Regions from separate parts of the Sus scrofa genome. Here all the other regions are linked to region 4. Evidence: chromatin contacts called from public Hi-C and HiChIP or PLAC-seq data. All regions are on one chromosome and are shown on one strand. Each heading gives the region's core, a stretch centred on a gene start, on an enhancer-like site or on the middle of the called end of the contact. The rest is flanking DNA. Distances are from core to core; before and after follow the strand shown.

Region 1 (2,700 bases), core at 29-2,528, 150 kb after region 4:
GGGGCGTAGGCCGGCAGCTGCAGCTCCTACTCGACCCCTAGCCTGGGAACTTCCATATGCTGCAGGTGGGCCCTAAAAAGACAAAGGAAAAAAAAAATCAGGGATAAAGTAGTCTTAGAGTCATTAACTTCCAGGAAAGTCTTCAGTTTTCATTAATTTGGGGATAAGAACAAAACAAAGTGATCCTGTTTTATGATTTATGTCAGGTTGAAAAATGCTCTTTCTTCCCCTCCTGACTGAGATGTAATGTGCCTTCCTTTTTTTTTTTTTTTTTTAATTAATTTTTCCGCTGTACAGCATGGGGATGCCTTCCTTTTGATGGAGGAGGGCAAGAGTCAGCTTTGCTTTCACAGAGGGTAAAAATTATATAGTATATTTTAGAAGTTCAAAATTTACAAAGTAACACTTTGAACAGAAACAACACAACAACAAAATCACAGGGCAATGTAATTGTGCTATTTATAAACTAATCACAGAATTTAGAAAAGATTCTAATTAACAGTGCACTCAAACAAGGGTCTGGTGATGGCACTCAGGTTTAAAGGTGCATGAGGAAAGCCTCTCAGTTTTGCCAGTGGGCTTGGCCTATGGTCAAACACTGAAATCTAAAAGTCAAATCCAAACCCCACTCCCTACAGCCCTCTTGAGATGTGCCTTGACCACAAGATTTGGACGTAGGGTAGAAATGTGGACAGATTTATTCCTTTACTTCCTCAACTTTGTTGCTTTGTCATATTTGTAAATCCTTTAGGAAAAAAGTCTTCCTTCAGGATGTGACATTTGAGTTGGCACCTCTCCAAGTGTCACTTTCCTAGTGTAAAAGGAAAATGATATTACGACCACGTTACCTAGGGGAGTCAGGTTCGGTTTGCTCCCCCTTTGGGTTCTGCTAATGGTAAACACTGCCTAACTCAGCTGTTCCTGGAAGAGGGTCTCTGCTCACTTCACATCTTTTCAAAGTGTCTTTGAATCTCTCTGAGCCTCAATTTCCCCTCTGTGAAAGGGGTTTGGTCGTGTCACTCCATCTGCCCTCAGTCTGAAACAGACCCGGGCATAGAGTGCTGGTAAAGGGTGCTTTTACTTTGGGAGCTGCTGGGTTCCACACACAGAGCGGAGGCTCCACCATCCAGCCGTGCAGCTAAGACACGGGGCTTTCCCGATTGTGGACTACAACTCCCAGCGTTCCTCGAGACTCACCCCCAACCCCGGCCAAGTATCGCGTGAAATGACGCGACCTCCGGAGGCTTTATCAGGCTGCGGGCTGGTTCCGCAGCCTGAGTTCACTCCCTGCTCAGTGCCTGGGGCCTTTGGTGTCGCCACGGGCACAGTGCCATTCACACCATGGCTTGCGTCTCGACTGCCCCACTTCCTCTCGAGAAACGTGGGTCCTTGGAACATCTTTAGTGTCGGAGCTCGGGCCGCAGGCAGCTCCGCGGCGGCGGCAGAACAGGTAACCAGATGAGCCGGGCCTGGGGCTCTGTCTTTTGCAGGTACGGAGGGGCGTGCCCTGGTCCCTCCACCGAGGTCCGGGTCTTGGGCCTCGCGGCCCCTCTCCCTTCTCCCCTTACCGGGGCTCAGATCTTGGCCAGACCACTGCGTGCCTCTGTCGCCCCGCCTTTTGTGGTCCCCTGTGGGTTTCGCTCTGATACCCAGGCAGCCCCGGCACTTGGCCTAGCCCCGACTTCACCGGGCCAGCCTAGTCCTGGACCCTCGCTCCTCGCCTTCACGTCTGAAGCCTCCTACTTGCCCTGCCCTGGGGAACCTTCGGCGTGGGCCAGGCCCCGACTAATCTGTTTAGTCTTTCTTAGCCTCTCCGGTTGAAGAGGCGGTTGACTCAGCCCAGGCCTTTCACATCCTGGTGTCATTGTCCTGTATCTTGTGAAGGAGAAGTCAGAGCCCTGCGGGGAAGGAGGGGGGAGATTGGCACCGCGAAGTGGAAGGGGAGGTTCGGGGTCAGAATGTTGCCCGAACCTGGAGGGTGGCCAGACTTTGGTTTCTACGATGCCCTTTGATGAAGAACTAACGGATTTTCTGACTGGAGCTCCGTCAGGATAGACGGGGCAGTGTAGCAAGTTGAAAAGCAAGTAAGTTGGCTTTCCTAGGGCTTTGTTTGAATTCCCCTGTAAAATGGGAGTGAAATACCTGTCTTATAAATGGGCCACTTATCTGTAACCTTGGACAAATCACTTCTGCTTTTTTAGTTTACTTCTCTTTAAATTGGGGATAAACAATGCTTGCTTTGCAGGGTCATTGCAAGGGTTAAAACACAAGATAAATGTATAAACTCCTCATTTAAATATCAGTCATCGTTTCAGCAAAGAATGAATTTACCCACTGTGGTACCTAGCCCCTTTCTGTGGGTCAGGTTATTTTGACCCTGAGCCTAACTTTAAAAACAAAATGAGGGAGTTCCCGTTTTGGCTCAGCAGAAATGAACCTGACTAGTACCCATGAAGATGTGGATTCAGTCCCTCGCTCAGTGGGTTAAAGATCTGGCGTTGCCACAAGCTGCGGTGTAGGTTGCAGACTGGGCTCAGATCTGGTGTTCCTGTGGCTGTGGCATAGGCCGGCAGCTGCAGCTTGAATTCAACCTCTAGCCTGGGAACCTCCATATGCTGCACCTGTGGTGCTAAAAAGCAAAAAACAAAACCACCACAATGAGGAGTTCCTGCCATGACACAGTGGGTTAAGGATCCAATA
Region 2 (2,700 bases), core at 135-2,634, 130 kb after region 4:
GAGGATTTTTAAAATAATGTCTGTCAAGCCCTTGGCATACAGGAATCTTTAGCTGTTACATCTCAGTGTTAGGCACATAGGCTGCAGTATAGGTGAGCCAGAATACAGAGTTTGGGCTGTATCCTAGGCCCCAGGGAGACATGGGAAGGATTTTCTACCGAATGCGTCCTGCTTTTGGATAAAATCCCTGGCTTGGGTCCAGCTGACATGATGGGGAGCCGGTGTTTGTGCGTGGTGGGGGGGGGCGAGGAGGGGGATCTGCTCACTCTCCAGCAGGTCCACCTCGAAGTCCTTCGTGGGCAGCCGTACAGAGTTGAAGCCCCAGGTGGGGATGTGGCCTTCCAGCGGTGGCTTCCCGGCCAGCACGCGCAGGAACGTGCTCTTCCCAGAGCCATCCAGCCCCAGCACCAGCACCTCACGCTGCTCCAACTCCTCCAGCGCAGGCTCCTCGTCCTCCTCGTCCTCGGGCTGTGGGGCACGTGTCAGGCTGCGATCGACACCCTCCCGCCTGACCCTTCCCCAGGGTAGACAGAAGGCCCAAAGCGCCCCCCCGCCCCAAGCCCTCAAGTGGCAGCCAGGCCCGCTCTGGTGCAGAAGGACAAGTGCTGTCTATGGAGTCCTGAATCCCAAACCCCGTTCTTCTGGCTTTCCCTCAATGGCCTCGAGCAAACTCCTCCTCCACGAGCCTCAGACAATTCCTACATCCCACAGCCACAGGAACCACAAAATCCGGGAAACAAGCGAATGAGACGCTGGCTGGAGGGAGCGAGGGCGGGGGCAAGGGTCGGGGTCGCTTTTCCCGACATCCCCCGAGTCTTGCGCACTGCGCAGGCGCCGAGCAGGCGCGCGCTGGACCGGGCGCGGGCTCGACAGCGCTCCGGGGCCGCGCCCTCGCGCTCCGGCGCCAGCGAGGAAGCTCAAAGGCTTATGGCGGCTCAAGATAGCGCCACACATTACCCCCAAACGCCGGTCGGTTTCTCGGTTCTGGGACGCTCTAGCGCCCACCCGCGCGAGGCCTGCGGCGTCAATCCCCCCAACCCGCAAGGTGGTGGTCACACCCCTTGGCTGCATGCACGGAGGCGCAGGTCCCCTCCAGGCACTCACATCCCACTCGTCCCACTCCGGAAGGCGGGCGGGCTCCGCGCCCCACCAGGCCTCGCCTCCGTCCCAACGCCGCTCCCGTCCGCGGCCGAAGTAGGTCTTCCAGAGGATGAAGAGTACCGAGCCGAGCACGGCTGCCGCGCCGCCCAGCGCCAGCACCAAGGGGCTCAGCTGCCGCGGCGCCATCGGGCCGGGCGAGGGGCGCGGGCGCGGGAGCCGGCTGCACAGGCCGAGCCAGCCGGCCTGCCGAAGATGGCCCCGCTGCGACTGCCGCGGCCGCGCCCACCCACCCAAGCCAGCCCCGCACTACAAGCCCCACAATGCACCACCGCTGTCGCGACAGGCTGCCCGCGCCCCGGCGGCGGGAGCGGGGGCGCAGGCTGGAGCACAGGGACCTCCCGCCCACTCTGCAAGGTGTGGTGTGGAGCGAGAGGCTGTGCCTGGGCAGAACAAGAGGCGGTGATATTGGCATCTAGCGAGTACTTGCTGTGTGCCAAGGGGTTATCTCACAGCTGTTCTAGGTTACCCCTTAAAACATTGAGTCTTTGAAGGGGAAACCGAGGCCCAAGTTATACCATAGTGCGTTGGTGCAGCCTGCATTCAAACCCAAGCGATGTGTTTCCTGGGCATCCTTCAAGATTTGCGGGAGGAATTATTATGGAGTGGCAGAGGTCAGACTGGAACCCAGGTCCCTGACTCTTAGTGCTGTATACCTTCCTTTGTTTGCTTTCTAACTCTCAGGGGGTTTTGCTCTTTTGGGGTCTCTTGGCGTCCTGATGAAGCAGGCAGGGCCAGGAGTCACTATTTAGACCTGACTTGTCCTGGGTGTCCCCTGGTGACTGCCAAAATTTCTAGGCCTCGCACCAGAAGCAGCAGGAGAAATGGGGCCTGAGGTGCTTAAGAGAAGGATCCTGTGAGGGGCTGTGGGTTGAATGGGTGTATTTTTATTGTAAACCACCCCAAGCCATCTTATATACTGGGGGGCCTTGGGCATTTTTCTAGTCACCCACAGGTGTGCTCCCATCTTTCCTGTTTCCTTTGCCTTTGGTTACTACCTCTCCTTCGAATTTCAGCCCAACTTCCAGGTAATGTGCCTTTCCTATTCCTTGCCTCACCCACCCAGAGAAACTGTACTCACCAGGATCTCTAACAAGACTGCTTGTTGGTAAGTCTTTTGATAGTATCTTAGTTATATATATGTATATATATATATATATATTTTTTTTTTTTTTTTTCCCCTTCCTTTTCAAGACCCGACCTTCGATATGTGGAAGTTCCCAGGATAGGGGTCTGATCACAGCTGAACCAAATCTGTGATCTATGCCTAGCTTATGGCAATGAGGGATCCTTAACCCACTGAACGAGGCCAGGGATCATACCTGCGTCCTCATGGATTCTAGTTGGATTCTTTTTTTTTTTTTTTTTGTCTTTCTGCCTTTTTTAGGGCCGCTCCTGCGGCATATGGAGGTTCCCAGGCTAGGGGTCCAATCAAAGCTGTGGCCACTGGCCTACTCCAGAGCCACGTCTGGGACCTACACCACAGCCCACAGCAACATTGGATCCTCAACCCGCTGAGCAAGGCCAGGGATCGAACCTGCA
Region 3 (2,700 bases), core at 113-2,612, 240 kb after region 4:
CCTAGATTTAGCACTAACTACACCTGGGACACAGAAGTGGCTCTCTGTGGGAAGGGGACTGGAGAAGCAGAAACTAGATTAGTATGGACGGTGTATTTGCATATGAAGGAAGGCCTTTACAAATGACGTCAGCGTGACAATTCTGTTATTTCTGGGGTGTGGCTTTGGGCGGCTGGGAAGATTGTTGGAAGTCTGATGCTGAGTCTCCTGAGAGAACGCCGTCTCCCATCCCTTGAGTACTCAATAGCCACTTGTTGATTATCACCTTCTATGACAGGAGCCACGGATGCTGTGTTCTCCATCATATTCCGAGCTCCTAGGGCATCTGGCTCAAAGTAGGGGTTCAATAAATATCTGTGGAGGATTCTAGAAAGGCAGGGACATAGATGTTTTATTCACCACCTCAGGAAGGACAAAGACTAAGGAGCCTGAAGGAAAAAGAAATCGTGAGAGATGTTTCCCTCCCTTTAGAGCTTGGTGAATGTTTGCTCAGCGAAATAAATCACCCCCCCGCCCCCCGCACAACTCCAAAATCGGGCCCCTCACTCCGCTGCCAGGCCCTGGAGCGCAGCCACCATCTGGCCCAGGCCCTGGCTTCCCTCCCTCCGAGCCTGGGCTCCTGTTACCTCCCCTGCATACATCTGTACCCACCACAAGCCAAACAATTACACGCTCCCGCGTCCCCGCCTCGAGGTTCAGGACCTCGCGTCCCCACGGACCCCCAGCCACCGGTCCTGCCAAAGATCGGGGAAGCCTGCGGCCCGGCCTCCGCCCGCTGTGGGCTCCAGCACCCCCACCACCAGGCGCGCCAGGACCTCTTCCATGTGCTCGGCCCCCACTCTCCAGCCTCAGCCTGCTCGGGCTTGAGCCCGGAGCGCGGGAGGCCTGGCTACCCCGGCCCGGGCCCGACGCGCTCCTCGGGGCGGGACACGCCGGGAAGGCGGCAAGGCGGGAAGCGGCTGCAGCTGTGAGGCGCCCAGGGGCGGGCCGCGGGGCAGCCCGAGGCGGCAGGCCGGGCCGCGGGTATCCCTAGTAGGGGCGGCGCTCCAGCCCAGGCGGGGCTGGGCGAGAGGCGGCTCGCTCACTCACCACGGTACGGCGGGGCAGCGTGCCAGGGGTCCGGGACAGGGCCCGGCGGAGCCTCCGTGCCCGGCCGGAGCGATTCCCCCCGGAGCTCTCGGAGCCGCTGTCGTCCGAGATCACGATGAAGTCCTCCATGGCTGCGGGTCCCGGCCGAGCCAGCGCGCGGGCGGCCGGCGACCCAGGAGGCGGCAGCTAAGGGAGCGGCGGCGACTTCAGTTCCTGTGGCTGAGGCGGCGGCAGCGGCGGCGGCGGCGACAACCTGGGCCATCACCCTGCGCCCCGCCCCTTCCCGCCCCGAGCCCCGCCCCGTCGGCCAGGCCCCGCCCCGTCGGAGCCCCTCCCCCTGGCTGCGGGTAGCCTTCCGCTCGGTCGGAGCCGCGGTCACGGGGCTTGGCGGTGGCCCTCGTCCTTCGTTACTCAGGAGAAAAAAAGAGGGAGAGAGAGAGAGAAAATCAAGTCGCAGCCGGCTTGGCCCGGTGTTGGGGGCGGTCGCGCGGAACGGTGAGGCTGTGAGAACTTCCCCAGCTGCTGACTGAAGTGGGAAGTGAGGTGTGAACTGAGACCCCGGGAGAGAGGCCCTCCGGGTAGGACCTGGCCTCGGACTGGCGGCGTAAAGGGTGGCCTTGCCACCGACTGAGAGTGGTTGAGCTGGCCTCTGGCCGAGTGTGGGGAGAGAGGCTTCACTTCTTTGTACACATGTGCAGGTACCTCTGTAGAATCAATTCTTGGAAGTCTAATTACTGGGTCAAAGGCGATGTTTCTGTTGTTTCAATAAATGATGCCAAATGACTCCCCCAAGTTGTACCAGTGCGGTTTCACCAACAATCTATGTCGCTCACAAATTTAAACCGTGAGATTTAGAGATTTGTTCAGTTGGTAGCAGGATCAGAAATTGAAAAAATGCACAGAGAGAAGCGATGAAGGAGCAAACATCATAAATAATTACATGTTAGGAGTGAGCAAAAAAGATATACCCAGTGGAGGGAGAAGTGGTAGGTAGTCAGAGGACCAGATGGGATCTGTGTTACAATAAACGTGGGGTGGACACAGAATGTTGCTGCTCAGGCTCTAGCAATTTGGTGAAACGTATTAAGAGATCCAAAGGAAAACGTGTTTATGCAAAGGGGATTGGTTTCTTAAGCAATTGTTATCAGGTGCTCTTTTAGCACTGCCTAGAGCAGCAATTCTCAGACTTTAGTAAGCATCAGAATCACCCAGAGGCTTGTTAAAACACAGATTGCCACGCCCAACCCCAGGATTCTGACTCAGTTGGTATGAGGTGAGGCTGCCCAGTTTTCATTGCTAACAAGTGCCCAGGTGATGTGGATGCTGCTGTTCTGAGGACCACGCAATGAAAACCACTGGTCTGTGGCCCACTGGTTTCGGATGTTCTGATGGTGTGAAACCATCTTTGTGGTGAAGAGATTCATTGTCTTCACCAAATGCGATTAAACATTTAGCTTATTTAACTTATCTAGGCTTCTGGTACTCTTTACCTCTGTTACTACTTCTTTTCAGTCTCAGCTGACACTTGCTGCTCTAACTCCTTTATTTATTTATTTATTTATTTTTAATGATTTTTTTCCCATTATAGATGGTTTACAGTATTCTGTCAAT
Region 4 (2,700 bases), core at 34-2,533:
AGACAGAATTTATACAGCCAGCCATTCCATTGACACGAAGTTCTAAGCACAGAAAACAAATCTACAGTGATAGGAACCAGATCAACAGTTAACATCCGGAGGAAGCTGATTTGGAGGGGCCAAGAAGGAACTTTCTGGAGTGACTGAAAATATTCTAGATCTTGACTGGATTTTTGTTAATACAGAGGTATACATTTATGAAGACTGCACTAAGCTATACGCATGAGACTTTTGCATTTTACTGTACAGTTACAAAGTACATCCTGAATTAGGCTTTAATGTAGTTCCTATTTTAAAAAGAAAGAGAAAACAAAACAAAACAAAACCATTTATTTAAAGGATGAGCCAGAGTGAGGCAGAAAGCAGGCTCTGGATATCGGACCTGAGAAGAAATCCTGGGCCCTGTCACTTCCTAGCAAAATCCTTTCAGCTCGCTATGCTTCAGGGTTCAAATCTACAAAAGAGGGACAATAAAAATATTTCTTCACTGGGTTGCTGGACATTAAGGTAACAACTAAGTTAATTTATGTTAAGCACTTAGAACATTGCTTAGCACATGGGAAGAGCTCAACAAATATAAACTTTAAAAAATAAGTCGGCTTCGAGGCAGCGGGCTTAAAACAGCCCTCCTCAGAAGTGCCAAGTTCTAGGTTGAGAAAAAGGGTCCTCCTGGCGCCAGCCTCTGAGAGTCAAGACATGCAGAGACTACAATTCCCGGCAAGACCCTGCGGGAGTGGGGCGCGCTGGGAGTCGTAGTCCTCTCGGGCTAATTATACCCACGGATGCAGGCTGCTGGGATCCCCTCTGGGACTGCGGATGCCTGGCCTGAACAAGTATCGGCTGTGGTCCAGGCTCTAGCGATGGATATAGGCGTTCTTTTGTCACTAGAGTCTCCCTACCTCTGGAAGGCGGTATTATCGCTTCCATTTCACAGACCGAGGAAACTGAAGCTCAGAGAATGATTCATAGTGAGAAACCAAGCTTTGCGGGCCCCAGTCTTTGCTCTTTGTATATCGATACCTGACTAACCCACAAAATTCCGAGGCTTGGGGGAGCAGAAAAAACTGTCCGCGAAGCGAAGGTTCTTTAAACGGCCACGGAGTCATTATTATCTTTCCTATTTAGTCACACATCCAAGGTCACACGGGTAATAAGGTGGAAGCTGGTCTGTCAGGCCCTGGACGCTTCGTCCTTGCGCGCCCTTTGCGGCTGGACACCGAATGGGCGTGGCCGAATCACGCCCCGCCTCCTCCCACCCTCCGCTCCCGCGCGTTTGGTGTAGTCCAGGTACTTCCACACGCGCGCGCGGGAGCGAGGGTAAAGGTACGCAGCTGGTGTGGGCTCCGCGCGCGCGCGGGCGCGCGCGCCCAGGTGAAGAAGTCCGTGGACGGTTCCACTGTGTGGGGCCTGTGAGGCCTGAGGGGCTGCCGCGGCCGGCGGCGTTCGAGCCGTAGCGGGACCGGGACCCCCGGCTGCAGCGGGAGCGACGCGCCGGCCGCTCGGTGGGGGTGGAGCCCCGTCGCGGCCCCAGGTAACCCCCGGCCTGAACCCTACGCCGTGCTCCCCAGGCGCGGGGCCAGCGAGGACGGAGCGATAGGGGGCGGCCGCGGGCTGGCAGGGTAGCGCAGGGACTTCCAGTGAGGCCGCTGCCTGCCTCCGCAGGGCCACAGCTCGTTGTCTCCGAACCTGGCGCCAGAGCCCCTTCGCCCGCCAGGTCCAAGTGCCCCAGTATGCGGAGCGCCTGGGAACAGCAACTCCCAGCGTGCCCTGCGTCCCGCGCATGCCCCTCTCACATCCGCTGGCGGGTTTCGGCTTCGGCTGGGGCCCTGGCGTCCAGGCAGAGCAGCAGCTCTTTGGTCTCGTCACGTCTGTCCCAAACACTTTTCCAGTGCTCCATGTCCCAGCCCCTGAAATCCAGAGCGACCCGAACCCTGCCCCGGAGTGGCTCTGCCTCTGAGGAACAGACCACAGCATGCCAGCTGCGTCGTTACTACTTTGAGGGTGTAGAAAGGTGGGCGTTCCAGAGGGTCTGTGTCTTGCCAAGGTCACACAGCTGAGGGCCTTTGAGCCCGAGTGGAGATGTTGCCGGGGGCCTAGAAGGCGATGTGGGCGTAGGAAGCTGGCCTTGGAGTAGGCAAGACACTTAAGATGGAGGGAAAACGGAGAATTCGATTGGACTCATCTCTCTGGATTTGCCAGGCTCCCCCACTCTCGCAGCCCCCGATTTTCATCTTTGGATGATGTGACAGTACCTGCTCCTTCCTCTGCAGACCCTCTGAGATCCAGTGGTGAGACCTACACAGGGGAGGGAGTCAGATATGGGAGCCCCTCCCAATGCCATACCCTCAAACCTCAAGCATTCAAGTTCAGACCCTGACCCAGAAAGTTAGGCAGGTACCACAGAAGGTTCACACACAGTCAGAGCCACTAATGACTCACTGAGGTAGGTACAGTCACTCCCATTTTACACCTGGGCAGACTCACAGAGGCGATGACTTCCTCAAGGTCACCAAGATGTTGAAAGGCAGAGCCAGGGTCCAAGCTCAAGTGGGCTGGCTTCAGAGGCTCTGTTTTTAACCATCGTTGTATGCCTGCCGCCTCAGTAGCCTATAGGAGATGAACAGCATTGCTCCACACACTAAGTGCTCAGTAAATATCTATCAGTAGTGTCCTCATCATCCTGATTTTATAGATGACAGA

What was found. A called contact is a pair of places that touch in the nucleus more often than the background predicts. HiChIP or PLAC-seq counts read pairs in DNA pulled down with a chosen protein or histone mark.
Region 1: an H3K27ac HiChIP or PLAC-seq map of skeletal muscle shows a contact between it and region 4. The contact joins the promoter of KIAA1191 here to the promoter of RNF44 in region 4. A contact is called at or near these places in 1 of 5 promoter capture datasets (liver), 1 of 47 Hi-C or Micro-C datasets (heart right ventricle) and 2 of 2 datasets of contacts at active chromatin or transcription factors (alveolar macrophages and skeletal muscle).
Region 2: a contact with region 4 is called in a Hi-C map of liver, with 5 times the contacts expected there. The contact joins the promoter of ARL10 here to the promoter of RNF44 in region 4. A contact is called at or near these places in 2 of 47 Hi-C or Micro-C datasets (liver and skeletal muscle) and 2 of 2 datasets of contacts at active chromatin or transcription factors (alveolar macrophages and skeletal muscle).
Region 3: a contact with region 4 is called in an H3K27ac HiChIP or PLAC-seq map of alveolar macrophages. The contact joins the promoter of SIMC1 here to the promoter of RNF44 in region 4. A contact is called at or near these places in 1 of 5 promoter capture datasets (fetal liver), 1 of 47 Hi-C or Micro-C datasets (embryonic fibroblasts) and 1 of 2 datasets of contacts at active chromatin or transcription factors (alveolar macrophages).

Annotation. Positions count from the first base shown.
Region 1 is chr2:81,522,298-81,524,997 of Sscrofa11.1, forward strand. KIAA1191 (KIAA1191 ortholog) reads left to right here and starts at 1,279. Exons shown (of 9, transcript NM_001252388.1): 1 at 1,279-1,450.
Region 2 is chr2:81,504,960-81,507,659 of Sscrofa11.1, forward strand. It overlaps ARL10 (ADP-ribosylation factor-like protein 10), which reads right to left and starts at 1,385. Exons shown (of 4, transcript XM_003354188.4): 1 at 1,105-1,385; 2 at 267-468. The coding sequence starts at 1,287. It also overlaps a transcript of KIAA1191 not described here.
Region 3 is chr2:81,612,340-81,615,039 of Sscrofa11.1, forward strand. It overlaps SIMC1 (SUMO-interacting motif-containing protein 1), which reads right to left and starts at 1,363. Exons shown (of 10, transcript XM_005661476.3): 1 at 1,090-1,363. The coding sequence starts at 1,218.
Region 4 is chr2:81,371,144-81,373,843 of Sscrofa11.1, forward strand. It overlaps RNF44 (RING finger protein 44), which reads left to right and starts at 1,284. Exons shown (of 11, transcript XM_013994879.2): 1 at 1,284-1,323.